Linked DNA regions of Mus musculus: regions 1 and 3 are each linked to region 2. Evidence: chromatin contacts called from public HiChIP or PLAC-seq and promoter capture Hi-C data. All regions are on one chromosome and are shown on one strand. Each heading gives the region's core, a stretch centred on a gene start, on an enhancer-like site or on the middle of the called end of the contact. The rest is flanking DNA. Distances are from core to core; before and after follow the strand shown.

Region 1 (2,700 bases), core at 141-2,640, 470 kb before region 2:
TTAGGTCATCAGGCTTGGTGGCCAATACCTTTACCTGCTAAGTCACCTTGCTGACTCTCAAACATGATTTCTATAGTATGGAAAGAAGCAATTGAGGGATGGAAGTCATATAAGCTGGAAGGCGTGACATGGCCCATGATTACAAGAAAGCACATCGTTAATTGGGGGTCACTGTTTGGCCCCTGGATCAAAAATTCTTGTCTGTGAAGAACAAAAAGTTGGGGTGAATTGAAGGTCAGTGGTAGCACCTGTGATTCTCAGCAAGAAGTGCTTCAGGCCAGGGGTGAGGGATGAAGAGACTGGAAGACTGACCTCCAGGCACTAGTCTCCTCCATCTAATGTCTCCACAGACTGAAGAGGGCCCAGTGGGGCAGCTCTGATGCTACACCTGAACTTCCAGCACTTGAAGAGGGCTTTGAACTCCTAAGCACTACAAAATACTTTGACGTGGAAGAAGAGAGGGCAACCTATCCACAGAAAGAGACTTATTCTGTCACTCCCAGAGATCAGGTAAAACTGGAGAGGAACACAGTAAGGTTAGGGAGGAAGTCAATTCATAATCAAATGGGGATGTGGCAGAAGCCAAGAGCCAGGTAGGATAGCTGGTTTAAGGACGAAAAGTGGTCAAGAAACTGAGCTTTTGAGGGTATGTGCCTGAATTTGGCAATTAAGAAATCTGGAGAGAGTCCTGTTTTTCCATTCTTGCTTTTCTTATCCCCTTGCTCTCAATTGCTCTCACCTACAGCTGCTTTGGACTCCCTGGACTCCTGTAGGCCAGCAGGGGACTTATGCCTCTGGGCAGCTAAGCTCTTTGACCTACAGCACTGCTACAGCCAGAAAGAACCCCGTTTACGATCCCCAGGCGATGGAGTTGGAGTCTGAGGAGTAGTGGGAAATCATCCAGGCCCAAGCTACGGGACCCAAGATCAATTCAAACATCAGGACTCCCTAGTGCTGGCTTCAGAGCGGATGTTTTCTATCTCTGTTGTCTCCATCCCATAGCGTAGGCATTCACAGCCCACTTGAGTTCCTATCTAACTGCCCAGTACACTCGCAGCCGGGTTTTTCTCTAGGCCAGAACCTGGTCTTGTGTTCTCTCTGTTCTGTTATTAAAGAGCACCAAATAGTCTTGTTTCTGTGCGAGGTAGTGATGGAAGGGGAATGAAAAGGCGGACTCCGTTGATTTTTTTGAGGATTCAGGACAATGAAGTTAGGCTAGGTCCCTAAATTTGCCGAGTCTCGCCCGAGGCCAGAAGAATTCTGCATTCTCAAGCACTCTCCTTTGCCTCCAGGGCTCTGGCCCTGGACCTCTGCCCACGCCCCATCCTCCTGCGCCCACAAGTCACGTCAATCGGCCGAGCTTCCGCCTCCGGATCCCGGTTCTCCTCAGCGCTATTGCCTCTTTAGGGACGGTCCAGCAGCGCGTCTCGTAGACTGGCCCAGAGTCCCAAGTGTGCTGACCCCAGGTTCCCTTCCCGACCCCCGTTCCCTTAATTGGGAGGCCCCGCCCCGTGCGCACTGACGTCGAACGCCGCTGTCAGCCGGCGCTAGGGGGGGTCGGTTTGGGGTAGAATGGCCGCTGCCGCCGTCACCCGCGGGACCCCGGGAGGTAAGAGCCAGGGCCTCTAGCCCGCCTCTCCGCCCCCGCGCCAGGGGGCGCAGCTCCACGCGGCCCGGGTGTGGAGCGCGGCGCTGGGGACCACCGTCCCTCCACCCCGTTTGCCCCCACCTCACCGCTTCCGTCCTCTTTCCCCGCGCCAGGGGGCGCCGCTAGGCGCAGGGCCCCTTCACGGATCAGAGAGTGCGGGGAGAGTCCCCAGACCCCCTCCCCGGTCTCCCGCACTGCCCCTTGCTGCCAGGTGTTCATGAACTCTGCTCAGCTGCTTCTCCAGAACATCCGGGTTTGCGGGCGGGACCCCCTCCCACCTCCGGGGTTCTCCCAGGACCCCTGCCCCCTTTGGGGAGAGCATCCCACCCCCGGCGACAGTCTTAGACCACCGCTCTCAGGCCCGCAGTCTCATCCGGCTCCAGCTCTGCACCCTGGCAAACTGCCTAGCCAGAGCTGCGCACCTGCACCCTGGGGTGGACTTTTTATCCCAACCCTAGCCTCTCTGCACACCTCCGATCCGATCCTGAATGGGCTTCCACCCCCTCTCCATCCCCGGACACCTGGCAGAACCCGCGCAGAGAGCCTCCTCCAGCTCCCATCTGTTCCTCAAGAGGGCGGAGGCTCAGGCTGGAGCCAGAGCAGTAGAGGGGATATGGTAGGCTGGGAGCCAGAGAAGAAGCAGAGGTTGGGGAAATAGGAGTGTTAGGGTGAAGTAGAATTCTAGCTGCAAAGAGGAAGCCGGCATGTCCCACCCGGAAGCTTACTCCAACATGTCTATTCCAAATTCTCCCAGCCCCTGACCAACCTGAGAGAGAGCACATGAGGTCAGTTATCAGCTCTACCCTTCCTCTTAGAAAAAGTCAGAGAGAGAAGGAAATTGGGGTGTGTCTTCAAAGGCCCAGCTTGTTACCGGACTTGGACTTAGATCTGCTTTCCTTCAGCATCCAGGTTTTCTTGCCAAGCCATCCTCCTCCTAGGACCAGAGCCCCAGCTCTCACAACTTGCCTACCCTTCCCTCTAGCCTTGCTCTCCCTTCCTAAACGTACCCTGAGTTCTTTTTTCTGTTTGATTTTTCCGTGGAGAAATAGATC
Region 2 (2,775 bases), core at 244-2,743:
TGCCAACACAGCCAAGTTCCTTAAGATCGGATCTCACTAAATTGCCCAGATTAGCCTTTACCTCAGTCTGAAGTCCCAGCATGCCTTAAGCTTGCTACCCTCTTAGCCCGGTCTCAATAGCTGGGGTTGCAGACAGGCCTTATGTGTAGTGTTTTGCCTACATGTATTTAAGTGACCCAGATGGGTACATGCCTGTGGAGGCCAGAAGAAGGTGTCAGATCCCCTGGAACAGTGCGGGAGCTGACAAGACCTGAACCTTGTTCCTCTGAAAGAACAACAGCAAGTGCTCTTAACTGCTGAGCCATCCCTCCAGCCCCTACAGTGTGATTTCTTAAAAGCATAACTTCTTATACCATCCCCCTCTCGTTTGCCTCTTTCCCCATTGTTCTGCATATGAATTCCCAGCCCAAGGTTTCAAAGGTCAGAGTCCTGGGGAGCCTGAGGTACCATAAAAGAAAAGCCCAAGTCTTTGCTCTCAGGAGGTGAGGGGGCAGTGCCTCTAGAGCTCTGGTTAGATAAGAGGCTGACTGCTCCAGAGACCAGGGTCATAGCTTGCCTCTCTCAAGGTGTTCAGCATAAGATAAAAAACAAAACAACTGGTTAGGAAGTGGCCAGTACTAGAAGGCTAAGAGAAAGCTTCCAGCACTGCTGAGGAAAAAGTAGGTGGTAATGGGGGACTCTGGTGGTGTGACAGCCGCCCTTCCTCTTCTCAGTTATTTTTGGTCTCAGTGACCTGCTAGTTTCCTGCTAGTGGGGTCGGAAACGGCAGGAAAATAATTCTCATTACAGAAACGAATGCCAGGACTCCGGGTCGTCACCGGTCCTCGTTCCCCGCCTCCCCGCTTTATAACAGCAATACTGGGAATTGAACCAGGACCAGTTCAATGGGTCCTGTAACCCCCCTTTTAATTATGTAAAAAACAAAAACACAAAGAAAAACAAAATTGAGACGGAGTCTAGCTAAATTGCCCACGTTGACCATGAGCTTGCCTCTGCCTCCCGAGCAGCTAGGATCACAGTCTGCGCGTTCCTGTCTTCCCTCTTCCTCCGCCGCCCTCGGCTCAGCCGTCTAGAATTTTCAGGGCTTTTCTAGTCGTCCCAGGTGCTCTGTCAGTTTGACTCTTACCTCATAACCTGTCCCTTCATACCCACGCTGCATGGCAATTTTTGGATCCCTCACTAAGCAAGTGAGTTTCTGCCTGGCCAGGACCAGTTTATCCACAACCAGCCCTTTGATGCAAGTCTGGAAATGTGATTGCAGAACCGCAGAACCCTCAGGGTTAGGTCCCTTGTCACGTGGGACCTATCTTCCTCATGCCCCTCCCTACGCATGCGCCCCTCTCTCACTGCAGGTCCTGAACAATGCTGTAAACCCCGCCCAGCCCCTCCAGATCCACCCCCTGCTCTGGAGACCTGCATCCTAATTGGCGAACCAAGTGTTGGATGTTGGCCCACTTAGGCAGGTGTTAAATCCTCAAAGATAACATAATCCACAACCAGACTACCTCTCGTTAGGGTTGTGGCCCGAACCTGGTTTTATTTTCTGACCACTAAAGAAATCATCTGGCTGGAGTCTGGATCTCAGCTGCGGTCTAACCCGGCCCTGTGTCGGTGGCAGGTCCCGGTTTATAGGGCCTCCTTCCTCTTGGGGAAAGGCGCAGGCGCCACATGCTTTATCAGTAACTTCCTAGCTACCAGCCCCAGCTTAGCGCTGAGCGTCCTGCAGGGTAGGTGGGAGGGCCAAAGTGAGCGATTTAAAGCCCAGATCAGGCAGGGGCTCTTAGGAGTTGCCCCTTTGTTCCTTTCGGAATGGTGCGCAGGGCTGAGCCCCCCGACGGGGGCTGGGGATGGATGGTGGTGCTCTCAGCGTTCTTCCAGTCGGCGCTCGTGTTTGGGGTACTCCGTTCCTTCGGTGTCTTCTTCGTGGAATTTGTGGCGGCGTTTGAGGAGCAGGCAGCCAGAGTCTCCTGGATCGCTTCCATAGGGATCGCGGTGCAGCAGTTTGGGAGTGAGTGCGGCGTCCGGGTGCGGTGGCCTGCCACCCTCGGAGAAAAGAGGGAATTTGGGGACCAGAAAGGGGAAAGGGTCGGGAGGATGCTGAGGGAGGGTGGCGGAGACCACCTCGCAGAACCCATTCCAATTCCCTAGGCCCAATAGGCAGTGCCCTGAGCACGAAGCTGGGGCCCAGGCCTGTGGTGATGACTGGGGGCATCTTGGCTGCGCTGGGGATGCTGCTTGCTTCATTTGCTACCTCCTTGACCCACCTATACCTGAGTATTGGGCTGCTGTCAGGTGAGACCCTGGGCAAGGGCAGAAGTCTAAGGCCTGTATCTCAAGCTTCTGGGTTTTTCACCTTCTTCCACCTCTTTCCAAAAAGGCTCAGGGAGAACCTATGCCCTGAAGGGAATTCTTAAACTGAATGACTAAGTCAGAGATAATCCAGAAAACACAAGCCCAAACCCATCGGACTGGAGGGTAGAAGGGAGGTTGTTATTAAGATTGCGCTAGGTAGAGACCGAAATAGATATCATTGCTTACTTAAAAAATTAATAGTGACGCTTTCGATGCTTACATACCCGGGCAATGGAAGATTAATGTAGCCAAAAACAGTAGAGATGGGGCTCTTATTCCAAAGTTCTGTGTTAGGTACTTTAGGAACACTATCTTTTGTCTTCCCAGATCCCATAGAGCAGCGGTTCTCAACACGTAGGTAGCGATCCCGTTGGGAGAGTTGCTCAATTCTTTCATGGGGGGGGGGGGTGGTCACATAGCAGA
Region 3 (2,723 bases), core at 88-2,587, 340 kb after region 2:
ACCTGGCCAGAGCCTAGAGCTGGGGTTCCCAGATCGAGCTGCCCCCTTCCACCCCACAAGACTCACGAATGGTCCAGAAGGTCTACGCGGGGGCTTATCCTGGGAAAGCATCGTGGATTCTCTAGCCTGTTTTTGCTTGAGGATGGGTCCTCTGTATTCAGAAGTGTGGCAAAGTAAGATAGCACCTCTTTGCCCAGGCTAAACCTAGCAGAGCTCTGGCGGGTTGAGCACTAGGTGGGAGGACTTTGACTTATCAAATGTAACCTGCTCCCTAGACTGTGGTTTCCTTTACTGGAGCTGACATCTTATCCTACAGTAACCATTAAGAGGCCAGGACTCTCTGGGAGGTTTCTTTACTATGTTCCAAGCCACCTATTGTGGGACACTCCATCCTAGGGTGACATAGGGAGCAAGGAGAACCTCCATCAACACGGGGGCTAGAGCTCCCTTCTGGAATTCCAGAGGATCCTGTATGGAAGTGGGGCTGGACCATGGTGTCCAGAGGCCTCTTTCATGTGTGTGCGCCTGCCAGTCAATAGATCTGATGCTGCCTGGCTCCCTGCTGTCTTGGTTCCCATCAGTGTTGCTGACTCCTGTGCTTGTGTATTGGTCCTTCTGTGATCTTGGCCTGTCCAGGCCTGTTTGGGGTTGCTTAGAAACTCTCCAGGCTCAGGTACTTCTGTGGTATGTGTAAAAGCAGATTCAGATTTAGTTTAATCATAGGGTGTGTGTGTATGTGTGTGTGTGTGTGTGTGTGTGTTTGCATGTGTGTTTATGCCTGCGCTGCCACGTAGGCAGGAGGGCCTTGTTTGAGTTTGAGTCACACTAGGCCCTTCCTATGAGAGGTAAAAGCCTCTGGGCTTAGCTGGGCCTCTGAGACCTCTGGGAGCTCTTGGTTGCTGAGACAACCATGAGCCTGTTGCTAGGAAATAGCTGGGTAAGGAAGGCCTAAGGCTGTCCTGGGCAGCCAGGAGCTAGAGTTGGGAGAGTCGGGGAGGGTGTGGGAAGGATAGCATTTCTGGGTTCCTGGGCGGATGGGATACACACATAAACATGGTCATCATTGGGTGGAGTCATTCATCTATCACTGTGACTTACAAGAAGAAAAATAAATTGCTTTCAGAACCATGACGTGTAAAGGCCACTATCCCCTTGCAACAGAAACCCTGATTTATCCGTCCTAGAGATACGTTTTAGCCTCCAGTTCTTGGGGGCCCAGGGGTGGCTCTACCGGAGCCGAGGGGTAAGACAATGGCATTGTTCTGGATCAGTCTAGAACCTCCGACATGAAGGGTCAGAATCTGGATCTCAGAGAATTCTGACTCTTCCCTGGTCTGAGGGGGTCCAACTCCTTCCATACCCCAGCAGGCTTCATGTGGGTGCTGGCTCTGGGTGGGGCTTTCTTGGCCGTGGCCAAGGCTTGTATCTTCTGTCGTCTCCAAGATCATGCCTTGGCAAACCGCCTGGCTCAGCTCAATAACCAGACGAAGCCGAAGTGGAAATGGAAGGAATGGGCTTCCCCAGATTTCTCGGCCTTTGCCTTAGGTAATATCAGATATGCAAGGTTAGCTCAGCAATAGTCACCACTGGATCCTAAGGGGGCTGGCGCCCGAGCTCCTAGCTGTGCATCTCAGCCATTGCTTCAGTCCATAGCCCTTTCTGGACACACTAGCCTCTCTCTCTCTTTGGAAGAACTCTGTGCCCTAGGAAATAGGAAAACAAAAAAACAAAAGACAACACAAAACCCCCCAAAACTCTAGAGCCTACTCTAGCTCCTTCTTGTCCATCTCCACAGATGAGGTCTCAATGAAGCAAGTCACAGAGAAAACTCACCGAGTCCTGAGAGTCATAGGTGAGGTCTGGAGAAAACGGACACTTTGAGACTTAGGAAGACCCAAGACGAGACGGGATATGGGGGGAGGGGAGGTGAAGAGAGGGACCGATCTGGGAGGGGGCCTGGAAGGCAGCTCCGATGAGGTCTAGGGCAATATAGCTGTGCTGTGCCTCTCCAGAGAAAAAAGGATCCACCTCCTTGATTCCATTATACTGGCAATGGCTTCAGAAGACCAGGATCCCCCAGTACACCAGGGAAGGTATTGATGGGGAGGGTACCAAGGAGACGCCTAGGATTTGTAGCCCCGTGGGGCATGACTGAACAAGTCAGCCACTGCTCCTTGCTTTTCATTGCAGCTCTTTGTGCTCCTGTCTGCCGTGAGTAAAAGAAAAGGCCGTGGAGCCCCCTGGGGAGCGAAGAGAGTAGGGCGACGGCCTGAGGAGCTTGGGCGGCTGGGAGGAAGGGGTTGGAGGCGGTGGCTTCGCTTGCCAGCGCTGCTCCTATTGTCTCCTGCAGGGGGCAGCACCATCCTGTACAACTGCTCCACCTGCGAGGGCAAGGAGGAGTCTTGTTGGCCCCAAAAGCACTGCTACCCAGGTTCTTTAATCCTCACCCTCCTAAGGCCCCCTAGGTTCCCTGGTGTGATCCACAGGATCATCCACGGTCTCCTGGGTTCCTTGCAGACAGTCACGATCTGTGGGACGCTAGGATTCTGCTCCTATGTATCTTCGGAATTGTCCTGCTTTCGGGTGTTGTGAGCCTCCAAGTGGAGTGAGTTGTGGGGATCTTCCCAACCCCCTTCCCTGATTCTCTTCAGGCCTCCCATCCTCTGTCTCCTTTCAGGTACCTGAACCTGCAAGCAAAAGACTTGTGAAGAGGAGGACAGCTT

The links. Promoter capture Hi-C pulls out the DNA fragments that hold promoters and counts their contacts. HiChIP or PLAC-seq counts read pairs in DNA pulled down with a chosen protein or histone mark.
Region 1: an H3K4me3 HiChIP or PLAC-seq map of forebrain shows a contact between it and region 2, with 2.7 times the contacts expected there. The contact joins the promoter of Camta2 here to the promoter of Slc16a13 in region 2. A contact is called at or near these places in 7 of 39 promoter capture datasets (cranial neural crest, embryonic stem cells, hippocampal neurons and 3 more), 7 of 115 datasets of contacts at active chromatin or transcription factors (SST interneurons, embryonic forebrain, embryonic stem cells and 3 more) and 2 of 9 other capture datasets (adipose tissue and liver).
Region 3: a promoter capture Hi-C map of liver shows a contact between it and region 2, with 2.2 times the contacts expected there. The contact joins the promoter of Tmem95 here to the promoter of Slc16a13 in region 2. A contact is called at or near these places in 7 of 39 promoter capture datasets (the 3T3-L1 cell line, 3T3-L1-derived adipocytes, cranial neural crest and 2 more), 1 of 15 datasets of contacts at CTCF or cohesin (large pre-B cells), 19 of 484 Hi-C or Micro-C datasets (B cells, CD4 T cells, CD8 T cells and 11 more) and 5 of 115 datasets of contacts at active chromatin or transcription factors (bone marrow-derived macrophages, embryonic stem cells, extraembryonic endoderm stem cells and 1 more).

What each region holds. Positions count from the first base shown.
Region 1 is chr11:70,686,795-70,689,494 of GRCm38.p6, reverse strand. Camta2 (calmodulin binding transcription activator 2) reads left to right here and starts at 1,390. Exons shown (of 23, transcript NM_001190376.1): 1 at 1,390-1,609. It overlaps Inca1 (inhibitor of CDK, cyclin A1 interacting protein 1), which reads left to right. Exons shown (of 7, transcript NM_001252484.1): 6 at 351-510; 7 at 746-1,134. The coding sequence ends at 889.
Region 2 is chr11:70,219,712-70,222,486 of GRCm38.p6, reverse strand. It overlaps Slc16a13 (solute carrier family 16 (monocarboxylic acid transporters), member 13), which reads left to right and starts at 1,493. Exons shown (of 4, transcript NM_172371.3): 1 at 1,493-2,008; 2 at 2,149-2,292. The coding sequence starts at 1,810.
Region 3 is chr11:69,876,669-69,879,391 of GRCm38.p6, reverse strand. It overlaps Tmem95 (transmembrane protein 95), which reads left to right and starts at 1,337. Exons shown (of 7, transcript NM_001195710.2): 1 at 1,337-1,545; 2 at 1,796-1,852; 3 at 2,013-2,093; 4 at 2,191-2,211; 5 at 2,351-2,431; 6 at 2,518-2,605; 7 at 2,678-2,723. The coding sequence starts at 1,374. The coding sequence ends at 2,708. It overlaps Kctd11 (potassium channel tetramerisation domain containing 11), which reads left to right. Exons shown (of 1, transcript NM_153143.4): 1 at 1-1,128.